Regions from separate parts of the Mus musculus genome. Here all the other regions are linked to region 4. Evidence: chromatin contacts called from public HiChIP or PLAC-seq and promoter capture Hi-C data. All regions are on one chromosome and are shown on one strand. The core of a region is the stretch at or near the end of the contact, and the rest is flanking DNA. Distances in the headings are between cores, read along the strand shown. Region 1 overlaps Nipal2 (NIPA-like domain containing 2). Region 2 overlaps Stk3 (serine/threonine kinase 3). Region 3 has its middle 36 kb from the start of Gm22208. Region 4 holds the start of Rgs22 (regulator of G-protein signalling 22). Region 5 overlaps Stk3 (serine/threonine kinase 3). Region 6 overlaps Gm32970 (a long non-coding RNA gene).

What was found. Promoter capture Hi-C pulls out the DNA fragments that hold promoters and counts their contacts. HiChIP or PLAC-seq counts read pairs in DNA pulled down with a chosen protein or histone mark.
Region 1: a promoter capture Hi-C map of second pharyngeal arch cranial neural crest shows a contact between it and region 4, with 8 times the contacts expected there. The contact joins the enhancer-like site here to the promoter of Rgs22 in region 4. A contact is called at or near these places in 13 of 39 promoter capture datasets (the 3T3-L1 cell line, 3T3-L1-derived adipocytes, the C10 cell line and 8 more).
Region 2: a promoter capture Hi-C map of embryonic stem cells shows a contact between it and region 4, with 6 times the contacts expected there. The contact joins the enhancer-like site here to the promoter of Rgs22 in region 4. A contact is called at or near these places in 12 of 39 promoter capture datasets (the 3T3-L1 cell line, the C10 cell line, cranial neural crest and 8 more), 2 of 15 datasets of contacts at CTCF or cohesin (pro-B cells and stem cell-derived epiblast-like cells), 39 of 484 Hi-C or Micro-C datasets (the C2C12 cell line, CD8 T cells, the HL-1 cell line and 27 more), 5 of 115 datasets of contacts at active chromatin or transcription factors (astrocytes, embryonic forebrain, embryonic stem cells and 2 more) and 1 of 9 other capture datasets (embryonic stem cells).
Region 3: an H3K27ac HiChIP or PLAC-seq map of embryonic stem cells shows a contact between it and region 4, with 7 times the contacts expected there. The contact joins the enhancer-like site here to the promoter of Rgs22 in region 4. A contact is called at or near these places in 13 of 39 promoter capture datasets (the 3T3-L1 cell line, 3T3-L1-derived adipocytes, the C10 cell line and 9 more), 3 of 115 datasets of contacts at active chromatin or transcription factors (all in embryonic stem cells) and 1 of 9 other capture datasets (embryonic stem cells).
Region 5: a promoter capture Hi-C map of pre-B cells shows a contact between it and region 4, with 5 times the contacts expected there. The contact joins the enhancer-like site here to the promoter of Rgs22 in region 4. A contact is called at or near these places in 16 of 39 promoter capture datasets (the 3T3-L1 cell line, 3T3-L1-derived adipocytes, the HPC-7 cell line and 10 more), 2 of 15 datasets of contacts at CTCF or cohesin (pro-B cells and stem cell-derived epiblast-like cells), 34 of 484 Hi-C or Micro-C datasets (the C2C12 cell line, CD8 T cells, the HL-1 cell line and 23 more), 4 of 115 datasets of contacts at active chromatin or transcription factors (astrocytes, embryonic forebrain, fibro-adipogenic progenitors and 1 more) and 1 of 9 other capture datasets (embryonic stem cells).
Region 6: a contact with region 4 is called in a promoter capture Hi-C map of hippocampal neurons, with 7 times the contacts expected there. The contact joins the enhancer-like site here to the promoter of Rgs22 in region 4. A contact is called at or near these places in 7 of 39 promoter capture datasets (the C10 cell line, the HPC-7 cell line, HPC-7-derived erythroid cells and 4 more) and 1 of 9 other capture datasets (embryonic stem cells).

The regions. Positions count from the first base shown.
Region 1 is chr15:34,635,241-34,638,173 of GRCm38.p6, forward strand. The region is part of intron 3 of Nipal2 (NIPA-like domain containing 2); the gene reads right to left. Among named protein-coding and RNA genes, the nearest start is that of 4930413F20Rik, 38 kb to the right of the region's middle. Within about 2 kb of position 1,666, at least 8 of the 459 cell types and tissues checked have an H3K27ac peak or open chromatin away from gene starts, as enhancers often do. A contact at or near this core is called in second pharyngeal arch cranial neural crest, where this site is marked.
Region 2 is chr15:35,062,809-35,065,549 of GRCm38.p6, forward strand. The region is part of intron 6 of Stk3 (serine/threonine kinase 3); the gene reads right to left. Among named protein-coding and RNA genes, the nearest start is that of Stk3, 92 kb to the right of the region's middle. Within about 2 kb of position 1,338, at least 7 of the 459 cell types and tissues checked have an H3K27ac peak or open chromatin away from gene starts, as enhancers often do. A contact at or near this core is called in pro-B cells, where this site is marked.
Region 3 is chr15:34,566,213-34,569,250 of GRCm38.p6, forward strand. No RefSeq gene overlaps it. Among named protein-coding and RNA genes, the nearest start is that of Gm22208, 36 kb to the left of the region's middle. Within about 2 kb of position 1,264, at least 14 of the 459 cell types and tissues checked have an H3K27ac peak or open chromatin away from gene starts, as enhancers often do. A contact at or near this core is called in embryonic stem cells and stem cell-derived epiblast-like cells, where this site is marked.
Region 4 is chr15:36,139,019-36,141,812 of GRCm38.p6, forward strand. Rgs22 (regulator of G-protein signalling 22) reads right to left here and starts at 1,382. Exons shown (of 28, transcript NM_001195748.1): 1 at 1,310-1,382; 2 at 861-889. The coding sequence starts at 1,334.
Region 5 is chr15:35,079,399-35,082,315 of GRCm38.p6, forward strand. The region is part of intron 4 of Stk3 (serine/threonine kinase 3); the gene reads right to left. Among named protein-coding and RNA genes, the nearest start is that of Stk3, 75 kb to the right of the region's middle. Within about 2 kb of position 1,388, at least 8 of the 459 cell types and tissues checked have an H3K27ac peak or open chromatin away from gene starts, as enhancers often do.
Region 6 is chr15:34,817,474-34,820,516 of GRCm38.p6, forward strand. All of the region lies in intron 2 of Gm32970 (a long non-coding RNA gene), which reads right to left. Among named protein-coding and RNA genes, the nearest start is that of Kcns2, 18 kb to the right of the region's middle. Within about 2 kb of position 1,403, at least 6 of the 459 cell types and tissues checked have an H3K27ac peak or open chromatin away from gene starts, as enhancers often do. A contact at or near this core is called in hippocampal neurons, where this site is marked.

The DNA of each region.
Region 1 (2,933 bases), core at 416-2,915, 1.5 Mb before region 4:
TGGTGATGGTGGTAGCTAGTCTGTGATAATGAATCACAGTAGTGGCCACGAGAAACTCTACAAGATCCATGAATGATGCAGGTTAGGTTGAATGATGAATTATTCAACCTAACTGCAAGTCCAGCGCTTCTAAATTGGGATTTTTAAAGAATAGTTTGTGTGATGTGGTCTAACTCACTTTTAAACAGAGGGACACCAATTCATGTCCCTCAAAAACACTGTTTGAGTCAAACAATACAAAGCATTGGCCAGTTCTAGTAATAGGCACCAGTGTAGAAAATATTGATATATAAACTCTGACCTAATCTACAAGTGAGAATTTCATCAATTTCATCTCTAAGACAACTTTTGGTTTTAACCTCTATAATAGTAGGAAAGACAGTATGTTGATACTATGAGAAACCAGAAGGCAAAAACAATAATAAAAATTCCTTTGTCAAAAATATCTCAAACTCTACGCATGAAAAGAACATATTTACATAGTAATTCTACAAACAGACCTTAACAAGTAAATGTCTGGCTTCTGGTTTCTGGTCACTATATGGTAGCTTTTTTGCACTGCTAGAAACAAACCACCAAAACACATCCCTGTCAGCCACAATCAGACCTCACTCTTATGGACAGAGTGAACATACTCAAGGGCTCAGTCAGCTCAAACCATGCTGAGGTACGGCTCTACAACTATCTTTCCCGTTAGTTGTAGAATTTTTAGAAAAAAAAAAAAAAGTATGTCAACTACAATGTATTCCAGCGAGTTAGGATCTAAAGCTTTGAGTATGTGACAGCTTGAAAGATGCTTTCTTATGCTGAAAAAGTTGCCCCACCATCTATCTATGCTGTCAGGGACGAAAGTGTCAAGAAACTCATTTTGATGAAAAAAGTCCCACTTTATTTATTGAGGATAACAAAGACATAACAACTGACCAATGGTGATTTGTATTTTTCTAGACAAGACATTTACCTGGATTAAGGACAGTACTCTTTTCCTTTCTACATTTTCCTTGACATGCATTAATGACCTGAAAAGTCTCCCATCCCCCCAAAAGGTAAAAATACCACCACTGACAACATTAATTCTGTATTATAAATTTAATAGCCCATTACTTCACTGTCAGCAATTTGTCTAGAAATAGTTTGTGGTATTCTCAAAAAAACAAAGATGGATGGAAAACATGTTTCAAATAAAGCTTTAGAATTCAGCAAGTTTTCTGCTTGAGAATGTATGAGCAGACAGAAAATTAAAACGTCAGAGCTTTAGTCCACACGGTTTATATAAGCTGGGTTTTGGACAAATGTGCTGAAGAAAAAAATGCAAGCCATGTGGAAAAGAGGTATTTTCTGCATATTTTCAGCACTAAAACCAATATGCATGTGAAATGCTGTCACAGACATCCATCACAGACATTTCTGGACTGCAGTGAGTTGAGCACATTAGCACTAAGCTTGTTGCTCCCAGAGACAGAGACTCTGTGGCATCAAGGTTTGAGTAAGACTACACATCGCTTGCTCATTGGTCTGCTTGTGTTTCCTCTCATTTGTTTCTAATAAAAGTCTTGGAGACCAACGTTTCTGCTTGACATGACTTCTCTGGAATTTCAAAAGACCCCAGTAAGGCTGCAGGCTGCACTCTGACCATTCTCTAATGGACTGCAGACACAGTTCAGTTAGGGCTTTTTAACAGCACCAGAGAGACACATGAACAATAGAGATCCCACAGGGAGGTTTACAGTGAGGGTTACAAAAGCTAGCTTATTAGATATTCAGACAGAAGGGACCAGGCACAGCTCTGACTCTCATCATCCTCTCAGTCTATTAGTTCCTGCCTTAATCCAAATCAGTTGGGCAACAGGATACTTGGTTTTAATTTCTGAGGAAACTATCCTGGGCCAATGAGAGCTTGCAGCTATTACCTGCCTTTGTGCAATATGATATTCCAAGTATTTGATTCCATCTAATCACCTCCAAATTGACTCTATCTCCTACTCCTATTCACCTTAGCCACAATTAAGAATGGTGTTGTTTATACATCTCATGCAGCACCTGACATGGGGGATACTTACTCAGTGTTCATTTCTTACCTTTAACTGCGCACCATCCAAAGCACTGTGAATGTTTGTGAAATAATCTCTCTCTTAGGCTTGAAATCAGTGTGCTTGTAAGGGTGGAACTGAAAAGTATCACTGGTGCGTCCTACCAATGCCTCTCTGCAGCCTGGAGCCAGTCTCCTCCTGCACAGTCCTGCTTGCTGCCCTTGGATTAATTGACTTTATACTGAGTGAGGTTCCCCACGAATCTCCTTAATTCCACATAGCCTTAATTTCTGGACTGCAAATAACTTCTTATTTTTAACCATCCTTATATCTATTTATAATATAGAACTTAGTTATAAAGGTATAAAATAGACAACAGTTAAGTGTAAGGCCATATTTTGTAGATGCAGGAATGGTCTCATTTCATTCTCTTTGGAATAGGCTTAGAAACGTCGAAGCATTCACAGGAGTGAATATTCTTGAGTATCTTCCTGTGAACTGATTAACTATTGTGAAACAACATAAACTGAAATCTTAGGTTGGAGAAACAGCAGCTAAGAGAATATACTATTTTTGCAGAGGACCTGAGTTTTGTTACCAGCACCCATGTGGGTATATTCATGAGTGTGTACAGTGTGTGTGTGTGTGTGTGTGTGTGTGTGTTTACAACCATCTGGAACTCCAGCTTCCGGACATCTGATGACTCTAGCCTCTGTAGGCACCTGCACTCACATGAACATAGCCATATCTTCCCTTTATAAATAAAAATAAATCTTAAAATTAAAAATAAAGGAATCTTTTTTTTAAAAAAAGAACTGCTGTCCATTTCATCAGTTTATGATTACACCCCCCCCCCCCCCCCCGACCAATTCTACAGGCCGTGTTGTATGAGGTTCCTGGGTC
Region 2 (2,741 bases), core at 88-2,587, 1.1 Mb before region 4:
CCCTATACCCCCACCCCCGCGTTCCACTACCCACCCACGCCCACTTCTTGGCCCTGGTGTTCCCCTGTACTGGAGCATATAAAGTTTGCAAGACCAAGGGGCTTCTCTTTCGTAGTTTATGCGAAAACCTCCTAAGGAGTTTACATGTTTTACCCTCATTCAAAATAAAAGTCTAAGCACTGATGTGTAACCTTCAATGCTCTGTGACACACACCAGGAGTCAAAAGGAACACTCTCCCTTCAACATAACTAAATATAAAACTGTTACTTCTGTTTGAAGTATTCTATACTCAGTCTAAATTTCTTCTGGTTTTTATTCATCTATCACTTTCTGATGAGGTATTGGCTAAAAATACAACAGAATACACTGAGCATTCTCTGCAAGTCATCATTTCCTGTTTTATTCCCTTGCTTCTTTCCTATTACCACGTAGTATGCATGCTTGCTTTCTCTTCTGCATTCTCTTTCCCCTTCAGTATACAAACCCAATTGAGAAATGTTTGTGTTTTTCTTCCATTTCTGTATCTTCAGGATATGAAACAGTTCCTAGTAGACAGTAGGTATTAGTATTAGCTGAATGAATAATCCCTGGTTACCTGCCAGCTGGCCCAGAAGCCTAAAGCTCAGCTTCCCCCTAACAATACTGGTTGGCTCACTCAGAGTTGTAAGAGTATGGCAACTCCTCTATTCATGACCGGCAAAGAATTAGAAATGGCTTTATGCAAGGCTAGAGAGATAAAGGGCACTGCAATAAATCATATCAGAGCCATATTTCCCCATGCCTGCAAAAGAGCTTGAGTATTTCACCTTCAAAATACAAGAATAAAACTGTAACTTGATTTGCTTACCAAATGAACTCTGATATCACACAGTGGTTGCTATGGATACTAAAAGGTAAGTAGTGCTGTCTATACTGTCACTCTCAGAACTTTTTCACTAGAATAGTCAGTCCTAGTCCAGGAGAATGGACATGAAACTCTCCTTGTGTATAAACAGAAAGATAAACTGAATATCATACCCCTGCGCACCTGAATATCTGTTATCTAACTGATCTCGGGCTCATTTATAAACATCAATCAGTGCCATGCAAAGGGAGCTCCAGGGAAAAGGCAATTATATACTGCTAAAAAATGGAGGCAATCAGACGAAACACAGTCCATGGTAGCAGTGACATAAGCTAAGCAGACGGTATGGATAATATGAGTAAGAGCCATGGAAAAATAAATACCATGATTGAACTTGAAGCAAATGGAAACAGTTCAGATTGGCTTTGTACAGTATTCCATGGAACATATGATGTCCATATGTCCATTACCAACAACTGAAACACAAAAAATAACAAAAGCCAGTGTTAAGATGGCTGTAAGAACACACCCAATGCCAGTCTCTACCACAGCACAAGCAGTGTAACTTGCTACAGCTGACGGGCAATTGGATAAGAAGTCAGGAGCAATAAGAAAAAAAAGAAAAAGGAGAAAGGAGTAAAGCAAAATTGTCTCTCTTCCCCACAAAAGAGAAAAGATTTATACTAGAAAAAGAATGTGGCCACAGAAATGTTAGACCGTCAAGCACAGTGTCTTTCCTGTGGGCAGTTTCCAAAAGTATAAACTTTACATAAACTTTATATAAACTCAAAACTGCAAGTGCTTCAACAGTCAGAGGACTGTGGAAGTGAAATAATTATATGACGAAGTAACTTCCAAATAAAAAACGGAAATATGACCTTTCAAGTTTCAAACTATGAGATGAGACCTAAAGCAGACTGACCAAAAGATGAGACAGAAATATTATCAGGTTTGATGTCAGTGTGAACAAATCACCCAAATTTCTTTGCTGTCATTCATGAGCCAAAAATCACAATTTAAAACAACCAAAAGTAATGCTTAGGCAGTCATGAAGGACCAATCATATAGCAAGGCCAAAGCTAAGAAACAAAACTATAAAAAGCAGTGTTACCATCTAGGACCTATCTGTGATCCTGGACTTTTCAATGAATCAAAATCCAGTTATTCCTAAATTACATTAAAATTATCTAAGCTGTGATGCATAAATATATTAGTTGTCAATGACTGCAACTAAACAGTAATAAAATCCAGCAATAAAAACACATGACTATTTATAGTAAACATCAATGTATTCCTATTTCAACCTGACTCCCCATTCTACCCCAAACTGAAGACCGACTACAATTCCTTGAGTAGCTGTAGTGTGGTTAAGAATAGGAAGCTATGCTTGTTTGTACGGAATCTGCCATTTCCTCCCTGCCAAAACACTTGTTTAAAAAGTCATGTAATATTTCCATTAAGTTGTAAATGCAGCCGACAAGGAAATGGCCTACTGGCAATGCATTACCTTTGTGGCAGTGCCAATGGGCCTACAGCAAAACACTGCACATGGTAATTTCAACATGCATTCCCAAGGAACAAAACTGTTCTTTACATAAATACCACAGAACCTGAGTAAGATCCAGAAAAAGCAAGGAAAAATTGCCCAAGCTTTCATGCTTGCCTATATCAATTGTATGTCAGAGCGAAAGCAAACTAGAAAAGCATCTACATATGTTCCCGAAGCCTGTGAAGCTGGATCATATAACCCTGGGAAACTACTGCAGCTTAAATCTGTATACTTCTTGTTAACCACTGTAACAACTTGCTAATAAAAATTAAGAAAAACTGAGGGTATCAAATGAACCAAAATGTACAAACTAAATACAAGTTCTTAAAGATCATAATGAAACCTAT
Region 3 (3,038 bases), core at 14-2,513, 1.6 Mb before region 4:
CTCAGCTATGGTTTGGATGAAGGTCTACTCTGTGGAGACCTTGGAAGGTCAGGAGCTGAGCCCAGCAGGAAACAGGTGGTTCACTTTAGATAAGGCTGTACAATGTTCAACCAGTCCACTGTGCCTGGAGACAGATTGCTGTCCTTTACAGGTCCAGTATGCTGTTGTGCCCTGGGTAGCAGCAGTGTCCTAGGCTGCCACTACAATACCCCCATACCCAAAAGGGAAGATAGCTGCAGAATGCCCAGATCCCTGGAGATAGTGGAGAGTGAGCAGTTGGAAGGGAGGGCTCCAGGAGACTGATATACACCATCTAGTCCAGAAGGCAGAGCTTTAGAATTCCTAGCTTGCAGTGTGTGGTGGTGGTGCTGGTGGTTATGCTACTGCTGCTGCTGGTGGTGATGGTGCTGCTGCTTCTGCTGGTGGTAGTATGTTGGTGGTGGTGGTGCTGCCGTTGCTGCTGGTGGTGGTGTGGTGGCAGTGCTGCTGCTATTGGTGATGGTACTGGGGTTGGGGGTAGTATTGGTGCTGCTGCTGGTGGTAGTATAGTAAAGCTTGCTCTGTCGGGAGGGGCTCTTCTTACTCTCATTAATTTACTTCTCTAGTTTGTCTTGACCCACCTGCTTAGCTGTACACTCTCTGGTAGACAGGATGGTGGGTCCTTGAAGGGTTCCTTTGTTGTTGCATTCTGAATTCTAGCTGCTTTTTGACTGGGAGACTGATCTTTCTCTTTTCACTTTGAAGAGGGTTCCCCTTGTGCCCCACATCCTCGGCATCCCTTTTTGTACCAGCGCTTTCGCTTAGCCATGCCTGAGCCATCTTTAGATAGATACATGAGAGACACTAAGCCTTTAAAAACTAATGAGGTAATGTTCATTCAGATTAAGCCAGGCAATCTACCAGGGCTCTCTGGTCACATTTAAAGGCTCCCCTTTTCTTATCTGAATACTGCCTCCTGTGCTTGTTGAGTTCCACTGTTTTTGTGGTTTGAACTATAATCTGAGACAGTGTCCATGTTTATGGTGCCTGAAACCACATTTAACTGTTGTTTTCTAGGCCCAGTGTAGCCACCTGCGGCCATGTGAACTGGGTTCCCTGAAAGGCGGGCTGGGGCTGAAAGAGATCAGACATAGAGAAAAGAATGAGGCCAAGACAAACCTTTCTGTTTAAAGCCTCTGAAGTTTACTGAGAGTCCGTGCTTATAAAGAGGGTAGGCCCATCCCCCGCCAGCCCATTTTTGGTGCCTGGAGCCAGCTTGTAGGTGATCTATAGGGTGTGTCTCTGGAACGTCTCAAGGACCTTTCTGCAGGAAGCAGAGTCTTGGAGATGAGCAAATAGAGCCATCAAGGTCAGAAGGCTCTACCTGCTGCAGACTCTCTTTGGTCCCTGTCTGCATAGAACAGATCTCTGGTTGCAGATGGACAAGGAGTCAGCGAATGACAGACAGACGCAACACAAGAGGTTGTGTAGAGTCTGAATGTATTTTCACAAAGTGAACACCAGTCTTATATAATACAGAAAATAAAGGGGGTAGGATGTCACAGCAGGCAAAGTACATTGAAATTACCTGGCACAAAACAAAGGAATGACTTCAAAAGGACTTACAGGAACCAGGTAATATTTACAGTAAAGTTAAAACCTCCCTGCCTAGGGTCAGCTAAAGACAGGTAAGGATTTCACACCCTAGTCACAATTTGTGCTACTCCTTTGAGCCTTGTGAAAGCTAGCACCAGGGGGTTCTGCTCTAGCAGACCTTCTCATGAATAATGCAAACCTCCTATTTCCTAGGCCTCGATAAATTCTTGTATGAGTGTAACTTTTAAGTATCTGTGGAGAATCTCCATTTGTCAGAAGAATTCACCAACTTGCTTCTAATATGCAGTATAGCCTGCTATACCTGGCTGTAGTGAAGATTCCTGTCTCAGTGGGATTCCCCAACTCTTTCATGGTAAACCCACCTATTCGCTAGACCATAGTGTATTCCCTTGTCTGGGTAAGACTGGCTATTGTCCTAAGTAATCACTCTACAGACCAGCCCTGAGCTATTCTAGCTCCATTCTTTGTAATGCCTAGTTAGTTTCACTGTTTCTACTAGAAGTAAACTTGAATGTTACTGAATAGATGACATTCTCACTGAATTCCTACTGAATTCCAAGTTTGTCGGCTTCAAGGATTTTCTAGGATGTTGGAACACTGGCGAAGGCTTAGCTATGTCAGAATTCAATCTTTAAAGGCACTTATACTAAAATAATACTAAAAGAGAGCACGTGGATCCATACACCAGACTAACGTGGGGGTAGGGTATGAGTATATGGGTTATGAGAACGCCAATATTCTAGGAGGTGAGTTTCTCTGAAACTCTTTGCCTTGTGAGTGCTCCCAGGCCTCTTGGCCTGCCAAGCAAACTTCACTAGAGTATGCATAGCATCTACCCTAGGTAATCTCCTTCTTAGTGGCAGCAAGGTCAAAGTCTGGATCAGCCTGCTTCAAGGCTGAGGGAGGCTACAGCCCAGTGAGCCTGTGAATATTGGGCATTTTTGGTGTCCAGTAGTCCCCTCTTGGCTGGCTGGGGACTGAGTGGGTGTGGTTGTAATGTGTGCCCCTAAAGTGTGTGTGTGTGTGTGTGGGGGGGGGTGAGCTGCACACACCTGTGGTCTCCAGAGCCAGGCTAGGTCCCCAAGAGCTCCCTAAAACAGACCTCTGCTTCACCCAGTCTGCTTTTCCTTTCTCCTGTTGTATTCATTCTACTACTACATTTCCACAGCCACGGGGAACCTGTCTCACCATCATATCTTCCACTGTGCTCAACTAAAACTTGTGAAGTTGTGAGCCAAATCAACCTTTTCTCTTAGGTTGTCTCTACCATAGGTTTGATGACACCAACTAGAAAAGTGACTAATGTGTGTGTGAACGTTCATATCTGTGAGTGCTGTGCTACAGAGGCCAGAGGTGAACATTAGGTGTCCTTTTCAATTTTGGGGAGGCAGGATACCACACTGACCCTGGAGCTCATTGACTGGTAGACTGAACTCAGGTCC
Region 4 (2,794 bases), core at 132-2,631:
CAAAAGTAAATAGGATAATCAGTCAACAAGAGAAGTGGGTGCTAGAGTATTCACATTAGTAAATACTGGACGCGCTTTGAGCTCCAGCCTCAACGGTGGTAGGAAAAAGGGTTGCCTCTGTGTCTGTCTGTGCCCTGGGGCAAGCTCCTCGTGTAAGCAATATGCTTTCTAGAAGAGTCTCTAAAGACAGCACTCTCCCAAATGATAAATAGATTTGGCAAATATTTAGTATGCTCAATTTCTCCAAAATTCTGACCTGAGAACAATGTCTAGAAAACAATTTAAACACTTACAAATAGATGACTGGTTTCTGTTGCTGTTTTTGTGTTTGTCTGTTTTGGTTGTTTGGTTGATTAGTTTTGGGTTTTTTGGCTTTGTTATTTTATTATTTATTGATTGACTGGGTGGTGTTGTTGTTGTTGAGACAGGGTTTTTCTGTATAGCCCTGGCGGTCCTGGAACTTGCTCTGTAGACCAGGCTGGCCTCAAACTCAGAGAAATCCTCCTGCCTCTGCTGGAGTTTAAAGACCTGAGTGCTACCATGGGGGTGGAGGTGAGGGAGGGCTGGTATTTTTTAAGACAGGATCTCACATAGCCTTGAATTTGCTATGTCACAAAGGATGACCCCGACTCCCAGCCCTTCTTTCCCATCTCTAATGCTGGGGTGAGCAACTTTACCTACTAATGTTTACTGCAACCAGGAGCTGCCCTGCACATCACAACAAAGCCATGGAGACAGCCGGCCTGCCCCCATAGGGACAGCAAGGGTACGGAGAAACTACATGAGGTCTTTTACAGAAGAAAGCTTTAGCCCGAAGAGAATGTAAAAAAAAAGACCCGTTCTCGCCACTGTGTACTCACAAACTCTTCTTCTGTAACTTCTGGCGGCTCTGGAAGGAGACAAAACGTTACCTTTTCGTACTCAGATCTTCCTTTTAGACTAACTGAAATCATCTGCGACAGCCCCTGGCGCTACTGTATATACATATATCCCGGGTGAGCTCAGTAAAATGTTCATTATCCGCACATGGATTACATTTTAAGGTAGGATTCCAGGTGAAGGTGGGGAGGAAAGACCTTTGGACTTTGGCTTGGGACCCACTGTCACCCCAGAGCTAACCTAAGGCCCCCATTTGCAAAAGGAGAGCTTAGCGTGGTTAGCGCACAAGGTAATAGCGACTGCCCTGGGGGTTCGTATAAAAGGCAGGGAGCTGGGGCTGGGGACCCGGGCTTGGGCTGGAGGCTTGGGGCTGGGGTCGAGCGCGGTCCGGGTGCCCGAGCACTGCGGCAGGGCGCCGGGGCCCACCTACCCGCCGAGAGCCGCTTCTCCGGCATCCTGTCGGGGGAACCCAGCTGCCCGGCCCCGCTGTCTGGGGAGCGACTGCCGCCCCACGGCACGCGGCCTGGGGCTGCCCGCTGTTGCCATAGAGCTGGACAAAGCAGAGGCGCCTGGGCCAGGGGTGGCGGCTGGGGAGCGGCCGTTACTGTGGAGATCGCACGGCTCCTGGTGGGGAAGGGCTGTTGCGGGGGCGGGGGGAGCAGATCCTCCCACAGCGAAGGACCGCAGAGCCAGGCCTCAGTTTCCTTAGGTCAGACGCCTGTAGCAAAAGGTTTTTCATAAACGCTGACCACTAGGAATTACCCGAACTGGGGACCACAGATTACAGTTACCCTAAAATGTGTGTTCAGGAAAGGAGTTAGGAAAACAGAGCCCTGTGTACTGTGGCACACACCTGCAATCCTAACAGTTAACAAAAGAAGGCAGGAGAATAGAGTTACAGCTTGTTCTCAGTTACTAAGAGTTTAAAGCCAGCCTGAGCTACAGTAAAGCAAAACCACAAACAAACAAACAAAAAAGAATTTATTTAAATAGAAAAGATAAAAATTTAAACACAATTATTCTAAATACTAAAAATATTTATGTCCCAAAAATAATTTATGTCCCCCCCCCCAAATTTGTGTTTTAGTTGAGATAGGTTCTCATGTAGCCCAGGCTGGCCCTGAACTTCTGATCCTCCTGCCTCCACGTTGCTTGTACAGGTTTTGCAGGTCTTTGCCCCAACCCTGGCCAGAAAATGAAGCTCAAAGTCCCTGTCTGGGAATGGGTATGACTTGGGTGTGGAGTGATAGGGTGGGGTATAGCTCCTGTTAGACATTTGCATTGGAAATACTGCTTCCTAATTGTTTTATAAAACTTATCCCATTCTGTAGTTCTGAATTTCCTCAGTGGTACCAAATAAACCCCAAAGCTAACTGCTTGCCCCTTCCCAGCAGTACTTCCAATGCAAATGTCTAACAGGAGCTATACCCCACCCTATCACTCCACACCCAAATCATACCCATTCCCAGACAGGATCTTTGAGCTTCATCTTCTGACCGGGGTTGGGGCAAAGACCTGCAAAATCTGTACTAGGAAGGTGGAGGCAGGGGGATCAGAAGTTTAAGGCCAGCCTGGGCTACTTGAGAACCTATCTCAACTAAAACACAGATTTTGGGGGGGGACATAAATTATTTTTGGAACATAAATCTTATGACCGTTAAATGATACATCTTCCGAGTAACTCAAAGTTTCCCCCTAGAACTTTCCCTCCAAACCCCACATTCAGGTAAATACTGGATTCAGCCAGTTCTACCTTAACATATTTCTGCATTTGGGCTCTGCTCTCATTTTCCCAAGAGCACCCACACACAGCCTTAGCGCTAGCTCCCATCTGGTCTGCTGTAAAAGCTTCCTAACTTGTCAGTCTTCCAGGCTTAGCTCCCAGCTAGGAGTTCTCTTTAAATCCATTATCCAT
Region 5 (2,917 bases), core at 138-2,637, 1.1 Mb before region 4:
AATTAAGTAAGCAACTAGGAAAATAATCAGTAATGACCAAATTTCCCAAGTGTGTCTGCTTAAATGACACAGCATGAAGTCCCCAGGTGGTGATTAAAATAAGGAGAGAGCCTCATGATCCCTCTTAGGCACTAAGTTCTCAACCTGTAGGGAGCACCCATCTGCTATTAAAAAATAAGTCCAATCTTCATCTCCCTAAGACAATGGAGTTTCATTTTGAAATCATCTCTGTTGTAAATATTTTATTATATAAAAATTATAGCTTTACCCAAAGTGGCTATATTTCAAGTAGAATCTACTCCCATTATTTAATAAAGGTAATAATGGTGTTTCATGTCTATAAAACTTTTATCAGTTCAAATAGACACTGACTCAACCATTTCAAAAAAAAAATGGTCAGTGTCTTGATAGTTTTATGTTAATTTGACACAAGCTAGAGTCATATGAAAAGAAGGAACCTCATCTGAGAAAATGCCTGCACCCAGCTAGCCTATGGGCAAGCCTGTGGTACATTTCCTTGATTGATGACTGATATGAGAGAGTCGAGCCCACTGTGGATAGTACCACCATTGGGATGGTGGTCCTAGGTACTAAAAGGAAGCAGGCTGAGCAAGCCAGAAAGCAGCACCCTCCATGGCCTCTGCATCAGCTCCTGACTCCAGGTTTCTGCCCTGGCTTCCCTCAGTGATGGACTTATAAGTTGTAAGGTGAAATAAGCCCTTCCCTCCTTGTGTTGATTTTTGGAATGATGTTTTACCACTGCAATAAAAACTATATAATTAGGTTATACTGAAAACTCTTAGAAGAAAAAAATACAAAAATAAAATTTACTTCCAACAGAAGGAAATACTGAAGATTTCAGCTCTAGGATAGAAAAGTCACAGATGAACTGTCAGACTACAGCTAATACTTCTTTCCAATTCCTTCAAGTGGAAATTATCAGCAGGAATACTCTGTTTATGCTGAATCAGGTGATTCTCAATGCATTAGGGTTTAATCTCATCCTAATACTAGATGAAATGGCAAAGTCCTTTTAAAATCATTTTGATGGCATTTTATAGTCTGTTCTAGAAGAGAGAGAGACAGAGAGACAGAGACAAAGAGACAGAGAGAGGCAGAGAGACTGAGAGAAAGAGACAGAGAGAGAGACAGAGAAAGAGAGCCATAGATGAAGCACTCAGCATTCAGGGATGGAAATAAGACGTTTGTAGCTAAGCTAATACATTAAAAGACGGAAGTCTACATCTGGTTTCAATTTTACTATGAATTCCCTGGCAAATTTAAAAAGAATTTCATTGTACAAAAACAAAAAGATGGTTTTGATAGGCTTTAGTCCTCTGGTTACTTTTGTTTCTGGAGTCATATGATTAGTATAATAATATGATACATTTAATATGTCACCATGTATATGGTTTTGATAAAAAATGCACCCACCAACTTGTCTCAAGGGCAAATGCATAAATGATTTTAAAATAAACAGAAATCCTTAATGCTTTTAGTCAGTAAAAGCCAATGCAAGTGAAGTTTTTAACTTTATACAAAGCTAGGAATTTCCATTTCTAAAAATGAGTCAAAGTTAACTCATCTTCATTTAATCATCGATCCATATGAAACACTGTATCAATTACTTATTACTTATGTACTTATTACTGTTAGCTCACAAGGATACTACAAGTCATTGTGGTAGTGAAATCTAAAATTTTATTACAAACTATCATACTAAGTTTTACTCACAACACGATTCTGCATAGGATCTTTTTAAAAATATATGTGTGTGTATGTGTGTGTGAGTGTGTGAATGCATGTATGTGTATAGGAGTTAACATAGGTCAAAGTATTGGATCCCCTGGAAGTGAAATTATAGAGAGTTGTGAACAGCCATGTGTACTGAGAACTGAGCTCAGGCCCTCTGCAAGAACAAATGCTCTTAGCTGCTTTAGCCAACATTCTAGTCCCCTTGCATAAGATCTTTAAAACTGACCAAGAGCTAGCAAGATGGGTAAAGCCCCTTGTTGCACAAGCCTGAGTCTGATGCCCAGAACCCGTGGTGGAAGGCAAGAACCATCTGACAAGTTATCCTCTGACCGCCATATGCTTACGGCTGAACATCACCTCGACTCACTACACACCATACACAAACACATATGTCATTAAACAAACAGGTCAGAATGCAATAATATAATCTTTAAGAGGCCTTGAATGGCACTGGCTCCAAATGGCCGACTTCTGGCATTGATCTCACTACACTGTTGTCCCATCCAGGGAAGCTTCACAGCTGACATAACTAACCTGACACTTGAAGAGTGGACAAAGTTTATCAAGTGACCAAGGAGAGGAAAAAATACTATTGAATGCAAGGGTGACTGGCATAAAAACATATAAAGCCACCAGCCTAAGTGCCATCCACAGCATCAAAAGTTTTAAAGTGTGGTACCATAAAGGTGAAAAAAAAAGTCGGTTACAAAAAGCAGACAAAAACCAAAAACAATAGAACTGTAGGTCATCACAGCAGGCAAACTAAGACATAAAGACATTTACTGCATGTTTCCTCTAATTCCAAAAAGTGAAAATTAAAAAGAGATGCCAGGAGCTGGGAAGATGGCTCATGAGTAAAGGCACTGGCCACTGGGCCTGGAGCTTTGAGTCTAGTCCTCTGAGCCCACATGGTATTATAATGGAGGAAGAAAAACTGATTCCCCAAAGCTGTCCTCTGACTGCCACAGCATGGCATGCATACACACAGACGCATAAAACAAACATTTTAAATAAAGAAACATAATGTGATTAAAGTGCATTATGTGTACGTATGAAAATACCCCAATGACAGTCATTATCTTCTAATCTACACAAAACAGTAACACACCCACGTGCATATACGTGCACACACACACCTGTGCGCACACACACATGCACATAC
Region 6 (3,043 bases), core at 153-2,652, 1.3 Mb before region 4:
GGCATGGCCTGCCCACTGCAAGGAAGGGGGCTGCCAGGAGATCTTTTGGCAACAAGAAAAGAGATCTGTTCCATACCCAAAGAGGGCCTCACTGCAAGTCCTAGTAGAGGCAATGATAGAGAGACTGGCAGGCAAGCCTTCTTCTTGTCCTAACCTTTGAAACAAATTGATAAAATGAGAGACTTGCCTTAGAGTCTAAGGTCTTTGCAGCCTTGTATTATAGGAGTTCATGAAAGAGCATCATGGAACAGTGTATTTAAACAGCACTGACCCATTGTGCTTCAAACTCAAAGAATCCAGAGTAAGAAGTGGCCAAAATATCACCCATGCGATCAGTAGTGAATTGGTGTGTGGGAGATGGGATGTGGCTTACAGAAGAACAGATGGGTTCCAGAGGCCACAGAATATTAACCCTGAATATCTAGAAGGAGGGAGAGGTGGCTGGGTGATGAGGATGGGGCTCCCTCAGTCTTGTTCAGACAGCTGAAGCTGAATAGGACAGATTTTCAAATGTGTACACCACTAGGACTCTGCTCCCATTAATCAAGGTCTTCTTTCCCTCTGAGTCCAACTACAATCTCATAATTCCTCTCAACATTAAGACTACTCCCCTGCTTCAACACTGAGACTTTTGATGGTGATAAAGGGCAGGTGATAATTCCCCACATTCTAATTTGTATGCCCTGACAGTCCCTCCAGGTCCCTTGTCAGGGACTCCTGGTCTGATTGCAGGAACTCACAATGCAGACTCACTAGAAAACCACAGTAATGGGAACAGGAGGAACTAGCCCTGAGGTACTTTCCTGCAGGAGAAAGTCTCTGATGCGAAGAGGCCAGGCCATGAATGCACAGTCCTAAGGAGCATTTGTCCCGAGGGGCCTTCCCTAAGGAGACAGTCTCCAAGAGAAGACACCAAATCTGCCAGCCCTTGACTCAAGCTTGCTGAATCAAGAAGTCAAACAGGAGATACCCAGCCCTCAAGTCCATGCCCCAACCACATGCACTAAGCAGTGTCTCATGTGCAGTACCTGCCAACAGCCAAGACCTGACCCTCTGACTCCCTGCCCTCTTCCAGACCTTTCCTGTTCAATTTCCAGCACTGCTGGCCCTATCCAGTTAGTTTTGAACAAGAGAGAAACATTTTCTTTCTAGCTTGTTTATTCTCATTATGATTTTCACAGCCAATTCTGGTAAATCTGCTATAATAAAAGTCTCCATTCATTATCCGCATTCTTCCAAATGATCTTAGTTTGATTTGAAGTCTAGTTCTGTTAATATTTTGTCTTAAAAAAATGGCAGTGCTCTCCCACCCCCCGTTTGTAACTCAGCTATCAGCTGAGGACTGCCCCACCCCTCAGCATCTGTGCTATGTCTGATGGCAGATTGTATTTTCCAAAAATGGCCACAACAGTATTTGCAACCCCACATGCTCATTATAGAGGATTGCAACTCTTCCATCAGGAGATGGGAGCTGGGTCTTCTTTTTCCTCTTGAACCCGGGGAGTCCATTTGACTGAGTTGACTAGTAGGATACTCTAGAGATGACTCAACAGGATTTCTAAGAAGCTGGGTCAGGGAGGCAGTAAAACCTTCACCTGGTGGCCTCTCTCATGGCACGTGCCTTTGGAGCCACAAACAGCAACATAAGCAGCCAGCCCCTCTGAAGATGCTCTGCTAGGTATATCATAAGAAGGCACCATGTAGAAATGGGAGGGATTTTTGAAGAGCCCAGCAATTATTCCTGCTTAGATGTGTGGACGGGGAGACTGTGGAGGGGCCCAAGCTACTGATACCATATGTTGTTGTTGCCTCAATCCCTCCCTGACATTCGTGCTGATTCCTGGAGGGAGCGGACGGATACTTTACTTGTGGGTTGTGTTCTCACACGCTGCCTCTGCCTGCCTCACATTAATTCTTCTAAGACATTGGATCCAGGTTTTGGGGCTCCACAAACATCTAGGAACAAGCATTTGCGTGAGTAGTGATGGACTGCGTGCAAACTTATGGTTAGGTTATTGACCACAAGGGGCCTTGTCACTCTGTTCTCTTTTCTCTCACCTCCGCTGATTTGCATCCTCTTCTCATTGATCTGGGAACGAAAACTCTTTATTTTCTATTATGAAGAGAATTTACCTCTCTCTAGACGCTTACTCTGAAACTTCCATACTTAACCTTATCAAGAATCCAGTCTTTACCAGAATGGCTTGAGGTTGTAGGTAGGCAACCTGGTTTGTGTGCGTGTGTTGTAAAAGAGATTCAGGAATACAGGAGAGAACCAAGAGGTCCAAATTGCCCAAGGTTGGACAGTGGTGGCTCATGCCTTTAATCCCAGCACTCAGGAGGCAGAGGCAGGCGGTTTTCTGAGTTTGAGGCCAGCCTGGTCTACAGAGTGAATTCCAGGACAGCCAGAGTTATACAGAGAAACCCTGTCTCGAAAGAAAAACAAAAAACAAAAACAAAAAAAGAAATTGCCCAAGGTTAGCTACTATGAACATATGAACACTGTCCTATTGGTACACCAGAAATTTCCATAGCCCACCACACCTGTGAGGAGTCCATGATTATAATTATTCCTTTACTTAAGGGATATTGGTGAGAGGAAAAATGTAGCTCTGAACCTAGGATCACCCAACTCTTGTATCTGAATCATTTGGACATAGCCTTCATCCAAACTGGTATATCTCTGGAGAAGGTTCTCTGGGCCCTGCATTTATTATTATTATTATTATTATTATTATTATTATTATTATTGTTATTATTATTAGGTATGTTCTTCATTTACATTTCCAATGCTATCCCAAAGGTTCCCCATACCCCCCCCCACTCCTCTACCCACCCACTCCCACTTCTTGGCCCTGGCGTTCCCCTGTACTGAGGCATATAAAATTTGCAAGACCAGGGCCCTGCATTTCGTGTGCCAGGCCCAGACGACTCCTCACTTATCTCCTCTAGAGAGCTGAAGATATTTGAGCTTTCTAGGGTCTGTGACTAGTTTGTTTGTCTGGCTGGGATGGGTTCAGTGAGGAAGGCAAAGTCCTGAGTC